2 separate regions of the Mus musculus genome follow, and region 1 is linked to region 2. The links are chromatin contacts, called in public promoter capture Hi-C maps. All regions are on one chromosome and are shown on one strand. Each heading gives the region's core, a stretch centred on a gene start, on an enhancer-like site or on the middle of the called end of the contact. The rest is flanking DNA. Distances are from core to core; before and after follow the strand shown.

Region 1 (4,374 bases), core at 1,718-4,217, 9.2 Mb before region 2:
GATAGGTATAGCTACCTAGTGAGAATTGGTCTCAGAAAACAAAAGCAAACAAAAAACTACTATGCATCTTGACTGGTTTTGTAGAAGTGACAAACAGGATTTAATTGCTTTATTGAGGTATAATTGGCACATAAGAGGTTGTAATCATCTAGTGTGTTTTCTTGGTTAGGATTCCATTGCTGTGAAGACGCACCATGAATAAGGCAGCTCTTATAAAAGACAGCATTTAATTGGGGCAGACATGGTGCTAGAGAAGGAGCTAAGAGTACATCTTGATTCAAAGGCACTGAGAAGGGTACTCTCTGTGCACTGGGTGGAGCTTGCATATCTGACCTCAAATACCACCACCACAGTGACACCTACTCCAACAAGGCCACACCTCCTAATAATAGGCCAAGCATATTCAAACCACCACAAGCATATCATGCAGTGTATGTGATGAAAGTCACATCAGGAACAAAACTGAAAACAGTCGTTATGCCAGTTTCCTTTGGGTCCTTGAAACCTGCTTTTCTTGCCCCTCCGTGCCCACACCATCACTTTTTGTCACTATGTGCTACTTCCTAGTCCCTAGATTTTCTTTTCCAAGATTTATTATTATTTATGTGCATTGATGTGTTTGCCTGCATGTTTGTCTGTGCAAGGGTGCCAGATCCTCTGGAACTAGAGTTACACTGGTGAGCTGCCATGTGGGTGCTGGGAATCGAACCCTGGTCTTATGGAAGAGCAGCCAGTGTTCTTACCAGCTGAGCCCTCTCTCCAGCTCCCATTTCCTTTTAATTCTCTTAGCCAGATATTTTATGTACAAGGAGAGGCTGGCTTTCACTTCTCAGAGACTCAGTCATTTTATAGCATCTATCAGTAGTTCACTTCGTTTTATTACTGGCTAGTTTCCCACTCACATTAGGCTATTTGCGATGTGTACAGGTGTGCTTGTTGTCATTGCAAATATAACCGCTGTAGCTATAGAATATTTATTTACAATTTCTCTCATGCTTATATGAATGTTTTCATTTCTTTTTGATAGATAACTTAAACAGTTGGGTCATATGGTTGTAGTATGTTTAGCTTTTTTTTTTTTTTTGAGACACCATCTGTCTATATAGCCCTATCTGTCCTGGAACTTCCTGTGTAGACCAGACTGGGTTGAACTCTGCCTTCTAAGTGCTGGAATTAAAGGTATCTGCTACCATGTTTAACTATATTCAACTTTTGTAGAAGCTGTCAGTCCATTTCCCAAGGTTGTGCTAGTTTAAATTCCATCAGGAACATATGAGAATTACAATATTATTTAACTTTTCTTTTGTTTTGTTTTCCTTTGGAAACAATGTCTCACGCTGTAACCAAGCTTCCCTGAAAATGTGTATGTAGCTCAGGCTAGTCTTCAATTTGTGGCAATCCTGCTGTTTCTGTCTCCTAAGGGCCTACAAAAATTAGATTTTAAAACTTTAAAGGTACCCATGATCACTGCTTGAACAGTCACACAATATTAGATATGGAACATTATGACTTAGAAAAATGATTTGCGCATTTAAGGAGCCCGCAGCATACTAAATAGGCACTCACACACACACACACACATACACACACACACACACCACACTCACTCCACTGTGTGATGTGAGTACTGGCTTGGAGGACCAGATAATGAGTGTGACAGTAGCTAAAGGATTGTAATGATGAAAGCAGATGGATGAGAAGGATCTGTACCTTGGATGTTTAGGACAATGGGGAGGAGGGAGTGAGAAGGAGGAAGGGAAGGGAGAGGGAGGTGCCACAAGATAATTCTCTACCACGGTTAAATTACAATGCTGATCCCACATACGGCACACACCTGTTCAAATGAACCAACCAGTGCCTTTATGATAATCAACAGGTCTTTGGAGATGTCTGTTGCCATCTTTATCAGTTAAGTTATTGCTGCCTATCAATTTAAACCAAAATGAGGTGGCAATCACTTATTCTTTCTTTTAGGCCGATGGGTCAGTGGGGCAGTTTTGCTGATGTGAACCAACCTGACCCTTGCCAGCAATTCTGAGTTAGCCAGGAAGGAAGTCAGTATGGTGGCTTTGTTCCTGGTCTACATTGTACTACATTTGTTCTCCATTATTCCCTCCTGCCCACCAGTCCGGGCTTCTTATCAAGTTTCATTGCATTTTTCTTTGCTCAATACCATTCCCCCAGCCAATGCAGATTCAGGGAGAGTGGAGATGCAGGTACTGTAAAATTTGTGGACACATGGAAAGGTGGAAAAATTGGAGTCATTCTGTATTTACCTGATCATCAAAGTCCCACTTGCATGTCATCTAGAAATTAGCCTACCCTAAAAATTGAGCAAAATAAGTCCTCAAGAGCCAGTTCTAAGACACTTGGGTATCTGGTTGTCAAGTTCACAGCAGAGTAGCTTTTAAATTAGCTACTTAGCCACTCCCTCAATGTTTTAGACCATCACGTCCAAAGCATTAGCATAGGAGATAGGAAAACTACAGTGCTGTTTTTAATGTTTCAATAAATGTATAATTCATTTTACAAGGATCTCCCTCCCAAACACACCCAAACAAATGTTCTTGGAGTAACATATCCTGTAAACAAGGATTTTCAGCAGCCTTCAATGGTCTTTTCAAAGCAAAAGCAGCCGAGAAAAAGCTATTACTTTGTTTCCTGTGCATCTCGTGGAAAAGATCTCTTGTCCAAATCACAAGGTCCTCCTCCACAAGCTTTACTGTCTCTTCCCTGGAAACCTGCCTCCTTGTCCCGCCCACTTCCGCCCTTTGCGGTCAAACCCACCTCCTCCATCCCAAAGGTCCCACGTGAAGACTCCCAGGAAATCGGATTTTAAATAACAGGGCTGGATTTTTGATGAGTAGGTGAGCAAAGATGACCTTAGAAGGTACGGCTCCTCCGGCTCGCTGTCAGGGCGGGGCGAAGAGCCTTGCGGAGGCGGGGCCTGAGCTGTGCCTGCCCAGCGCGCGCGGTTTACGTCACTAGTCTGCGCCCAGGTTTCCCGGCAGGTTCTCGGCGGCTCTTCTGGTGCTGGCCGCGGTGCGGCCGAAGGCTGTCCGAGGTAGGCTCCTCTCGGCTCTCCCATGGAGGAGGCGGCGCTCACTGCAGTCTCGGATGCACGAACTTCCCGCGGGACGTCGCCGGAGACGGTGGCTGTGTGCGCGCAGGAGCGAGCTGCCTGCGTGGGGGTCTGAGCGGGCACCGGGGTCGCGTCCCGGAGGGAGCCGAGTCGCCCGCCGGCCTGCGACGGCCCTAAGGTAGCTACTTCCTGTAAGCGAGCTCCAGGGCGGAGCTGCGGGCTGTGTCGGCCGCCTGAGGTCGGAGAAGGGCCCCGGGGCGACTTGCTTTTTCGCGTGTTCTGGGGTGGACGCAGCTTCCCTGGTGATCCGCAGTGAGTCGGATTGATTGCCATTCAATCCGGCAGAAGTCTGGCTGGTTGGCCCTGTCCGGTCGCGTACTCGTTAAGTTCTGCATATCAGTTTTATTTGCCTTCGTGAGTTTTCAGAAGATGGTTTCGGCTTGCTGTAACGTTTTGAGCTTGCTTGACTCAGTTCCCTGGCACTTAATAGGGTTTACACAAAATGCAGGGTTTGGGGTTCCTGCTTCTTTGATTTCTCTACGATAATGGCAAGGCATTTAGTTTAGGAGTGGTCTTGAGTGCAGTTTCTTTAGATTCTATATCATGTGCCCGTTTGATACCATATTAATTATTTTTAAAGTTAAAAGAGGAAGTCTGAGATTTGACGTTTTTCATTCCAGTAAGCTGTATGTAGAAGCTCTTACAGTACTTACTAAGTGAAAGAACAGGAAGGCCAGTAACTATATATCTAAGTATTTAGTAATTTTCTGTCCTTTCACCTACTTCCATATTTTCTTCTTTCCAGGGTGGAACTACTCTGCCGTGGTTAAATACTTTAAATGGGAATAAAGGATAGCGTTTCCAAGAAAATGAGAATGAATAAATCATCTCTGTTTTTTAAAAGAAAGACCATATTAAACTTACATGTAAGTTAAAATTTTAATTTCTAACAGTATTGCTAAGTTAGATCGGAGATTAGGTTCTGTAGTATTTTTTTGTTTGGTTGTTTGGTTGTTTTTTGTTTTGATTTTTATAGAGACAGGGTTTCTCTGTGTAGTCCTGGCTGTCCTGGAACTCACTCTGTAGACCAGGCTGGCCTCCTCTGCCTCCCTAGTGCTGGGATTAATGGCATGCGCCACCACTGCCCGGAGGTTCCTGCCCACCTCTTGTCTAGCTTGTCTTGTTGAGTCAGTAAACTTTAGGTTGATTGAGAGGCCCCATCAGGAAAAATAAGGTGGAGAATGACTGATAATGTTGTTTTCTTTAGTTTTTCACAGATACGGGAAATACCA
Region 2 (4,353 bases), core at 1,597-4,096:
TGTAATCCCAGCACTTGGGAGGCAGAGGCAGGTGCTACCAAGAGTTCAAGGCCAGTTTTTGTTATACTGGAGGACCCCCACCCCTCAAAACAAAATAAAACCTACAAATAGGTTCAAAATACTTTCCTGAGCTGTTTTCATAAGCCACTGGGCTATCACTAGAGGTTATTTCTGCCTTGTATTTATCTCTTCATGTGAATACTCTAGTTTTGGTTTTTAAGAATCTTAAAGGGTAGCTGGGCATGGTGGCACATGCCTTTAATCCCAGCACTCTGGAGTTTGAGGACAGCCTAGTCTACAAAGTGAGTTCCAGGACAGCTAGGGCTATACAGAGAAACCCTGTCTCGAAAAACAACAAGAACAACAACAAAGGATCTTAAAGGGTAATGAATTATGGAAATAAATGATCCCTGAATGGAATACTTGGAAGGCAGAGGCAGGGGGATCCCTGTGAGTTCCAGGTCAACCTGGTCTACAGATTGAGGTCTAGGATAGCCAAGGCTGCACTGCACAGAGAAACCCTCTCTTAAAAACCAAAAACCAAAACAAAACAACAAAACAAAACAAACAAAAAACCCCAATAGAACAAAACCAAAACAACAAAACAAAAAACAAGAGAATAAATAGAATTTTAGGGTTGGGGGCTGGAAAGATGGCTGAGTGGTTGAGAGTGCCAACTGCTCTTCCAGAGATTCTGAGTTCAGTTCCCAGCAACCACATGGTGGCTCATGCCCATCTGTATGGGATCTGATGCCCTCTTCTGGTGTGTCTAAAGAGAACAATGGTGTACTTATATACATAAAATAAGGAAATCTAAAAAAAAAAAACAATATTAGGGTTGATAATTTTGGCTTAGTGGTTTTCAAAATGTTTTTAGGTGTCCTTAAAAACCAAAAAAAAAAAAAAAAAAAAGGGCCTGTGCCATGAACTCCCAGCTTCGATGTAGTTTTATGTTGGAATTCCAGGCATAAATTCATGGAAGAAATGTTTCATGTCTTTAAAATGTTTGAAAATCACTGGGGCTGGAGCAATGACTCAGCCATTAAGAGCACCGGCTACTCTCCCAAAGGACCCAAGGTTCAATTCTAGCACCCACATGGCCATTCACAACTATACTTCCAGTTCTAGGGGATCTGACACCACCATAGAAACCCACAGGTAGACAGAACACCAATATACAGTAGTAAAATCAACCAACTTAAAAAAAAAAGGAAATCACAAGTCTAGGGTTAGGTGTGGTAGTGTACACCTTTAATCTTACCATTCAAGAATCAGAGGCAATCGATCCCTGTGAGTTCAAGGCCAGTCAGGGCTGTTATACAGAGAAAACCTGTGTGGGAAATGGAGGGTCAGGAGAGGAAGGAAAGGAAGTCACAAGGCTAGATATTGAGAATATTGATTGGAGCCAAGCCCTTAGTGTGCTTCAAGCCAGTTTTCTGTACCCAGGCCTGCATGCTTACCAAGCAATTTACATTGGGCTCTACCTACAGTCCTGTTTTTTTTTTTTGCCAGTTCTGGAAATGAAACCCAGGATCTTACAGGTGCCTAGCAAGAACTCTTAGCTTTAAGCTGCATTCCTAACTCAGAAACCTGTTTTACCATATTTTAAACTGGTGTCTTTAAATGGACAACATCAAAAGACAGAAAGCCAAACCAACCAAACAAAAGCCAACAACGAAGAACAAAAACAAGCAAACAAAAATCCCAAATTAAACTGTGTATACGTTGAGGACACAACTTCCGGAGATCGGTTCTCCCTCCACCACGTGGGTCCCAGAGATGGAACTCAGGTTTGGCAGCAAGCACCTTTACCAGTTGAGCCATTTCACTGTAGCCCTGGGCATACGTTTTAACATCTTTTCCCCACCCTTGTTTTGCAGATGGTAAAATAGACATGTGAGGTCAACTTCACATGAATTTAGTTTCTAAGAACACTGGAGAATTTATAAAAATAATCACATACTTCCATGTATTGATGGTTCACTTTACACTACATGACTGTCAAACTGGTCATAGCTAGAACTGGGTGCGTGGCTCAAGTTTTAATAACAGTTTGAAGAGCAGGATGACAGGTGGAAGCAAGAAGGCACGAGGACACCAAGGTTAGAGGACTTCTTTAACAGGAAAAGAAAGCCTCTCCCGGGCAGGCTCCCTAACGGGAAGGGCCTCGGTGTCTCGGAGAAGCCTCACTTCCTTCGTTCTCAGGTGAGTCTGATCCTTCCAGTCCCTCCCAGCGGAAGAACCTAATGCCTTCGGGCAGTAGATTAAGGGTCAGGGCACCTCCTTCCCATTCCGGGAGAAGAAAGGCAAACCACACAGCCAGCCTGTAGTGTCGTGGAGACGACTACAGCGAAGGGCTCGATCCGCCTGGCCCCGCGCCCCCGGGGCCTGTCAGACCCTCCACGCCCGCCCAACCCCATTCTTCGGTCTCAACTTACCAGGTGGGAGCTACGGTCTCTGGTCTGGGGCGCGGGAAGCGCGTCCCGTCGGATCTGCCTCCGCCGCGCTTCTCACAGCCGCTGCACGGAGGAGGCTGAACCCCTGCGGCCGCAGCCGTCGCCACCGCCTCTGTTGCCGGGGGGTCTCGCCTCCATCGCTGGCTGCGAGGGCGCTGAGGGCACGTGACCGGAAACGCCGGGGCGGGCCTCCGGAGCACGTGACCACCACCGCGGCCGCCATGACACCTTCCGCTAGCTCCCGCCCTCCCCCACCGATTCCCGCCTGTTTCGCTTCTCCTCCTCCGGTCTCGAGCGGCGGAGAGTTTCGGGGATTCGGCTTGGCTCGCCTTTCTCCCTAGAGAGCATCCGGTCCGGCTCCGTGGTGCGTCGTCGGCCCGAGGCGGCTCCCAGACTGCAGGCCGCAGGGAGCGGAATCGCGACCCGCGGCTGGAGGGGGAGGGAGCACGCGCGGGGAGGGGCGTGATCGTCACGTGACGAGGAAGTGCCGTTAACAGCGCTTTCCTCCGGTCCCTGGCGCCCCTGGATGACGTTGCCAGGGAGGGGGCGGGGTGACAGGGTGTGTGAGGTTCAGGTTCCGCTGTCAAGGGGTGTTGAGTGTCTGTGGAGCCTGCTCGGTGAAAGCGATCGCTGGTCTCTGGGGGGGGCGGAACTCGGCCCGCTAGTCAGCCTGAGGTTCTGTGAACCTGGCTTGGAAAACCTGCTTCCTGGACTTCTCCAGAGTGACAGCTGCGGTTTAAAGTCATAAAAGTTAGCTGTGATTGACGGGAGCTCCTTGTGGTCAGGGACTTGGTCTGCTGCGCATCCTTCATCTCCAGCAGCGCCTCCAGGGCCTAGAACACGGTAGGCACTTAGAACGTTGAATGAATGAATGCATGCAAGCATGAGCGAGTCGTTAAGTTTTCTGAGGTAGAGTTTCCTGATCATTATTGGATAAGGAAGTTCCTATTGTGGAAATAAAGTCTATTAACTCCCCTTTGCATAATTTCTTCAATCGTTGTTACTTTGCGTCTTTCGAGCCTTTCCTTCCACGCACCTTGTGGGATTAGATACACCATGGTTTGCTTTGGCTTTGTGAGCAGCAATCACTGTCTACCACTCTTGAATTATAAAAATAATCTTGGGAAGTGAGAAAGATGTTTCGATCTCACATAAATTCTACTTTCATTTATTATTGGGGGAGAAGGTGGCATGGCACCGCAGTTTTTTTGTTTGTTTGTTTTGTTTCTGTTTTTTTTGTTTGTTTGTTTTGTTTCTGTTTTTTTGTTTTGTTTTGTTTTGTTTTCTCGAGACAGGGTTTCTCTGTGTAGCCCCGGCTGTCCTGGGACTCACTCTATATACTTGACTGGCCTGGAACTCAGAAATCTGCCTGTCTCTGCCTCCCAAGTGCTGGAATTAAAGGTGTGCTCCACCACTGCCCGGTTGACACCTCAGCTTTTTGTAATTGGTTCTCTCCTATCTTTCTGTGAGTTCTTGGGCCCCTGGGATCACCAAGCATAGCAATAAACCATTTCTTGGGCCCTCCTCTTCCTCCTCCACGTTTGCCTTTATCATTATTATTATTATTATTATTTTTAGCATTGTGACCCTTGGGAAAGCCAACCTTTTAAAAAGATGGTAGATGTTCACTGATTTGCCATCTTCTAAGAAGCTAGCATTTTAAAGTTTTTTCTTCCTAGTAGCACACAGAGGTAATGTTTAAGCTCAGTTTTTTAGAAAACTTATTGGTTGAGAATATTTAATGAACCGCATAATTAAGGCTCCAGAAATTCACATTTATGGACAGAAGAAGGAAGGGAAGAGTTCAGGATAGCTGAATAATAGGGTAAGATGGGAGAGGAAGCTTAGAAAAGAAGAGATGAGATCACATTTGCTTTTAACGAGTACTAGCTAGAAG

The links. Promoter capture Hi-C pulls out the DNA fragments that hold promoters and counts their contacts.
Region 1: a promoter capture Hi-C map of pre-B cells shows a contact between it and region 2, with 4 times the contacts expected there. The contact joins the promoter of Nipa2 here to the promoter of Hps5 in region 2. A contact is called at or near these places in 3 of 39 promoter capture datasets (frontonasal cranial neural crest, pre-B cells and second pharyngeal arch cranial neural crest) and 1 of 484 Hi-C or Micro-C datasets (uterus).

Annotation. Positions count from the first base shown.
Region 1 is chr7:55,961,086-55,965,459 of GRCm38.p6, reverse strand. Nipa2 (non imprinted in Prader-Willi/Angelman syndrome 2 homolog (human)) reads left to right here and starts at 2,967. Exons shown (of 7, transcript NM_001256130.1): 1 at 2,967-3,260; 2 at 3,888-4,008. It overlaps A230056P14Rik (RIKEN cDNA A230056P14 gene), which reads right to left and starts at 2,929. Exons shown (of 6, transcript NR_015495.2): 1 at 2,788-2,929.
Region 2 is chr7:46,794,374-46,798,726 of GRCm38.p6, reverse strand. It overlaps Hps5 (HPS5, biogenesis of lysosomal organelles complex 2 subunit 2), which reads left to right and starts at 2,846. Exons shown (of 23, transcript NM_001005247.2): 1 at 2,846-3,299. It overlaps Gtf2h1 (general transcription factor II H, polypeptide 1), which reads right to left and starts at 2,633. Exons shown (of 15, transcript NM_008186.4): 1 at 2,439-2,633.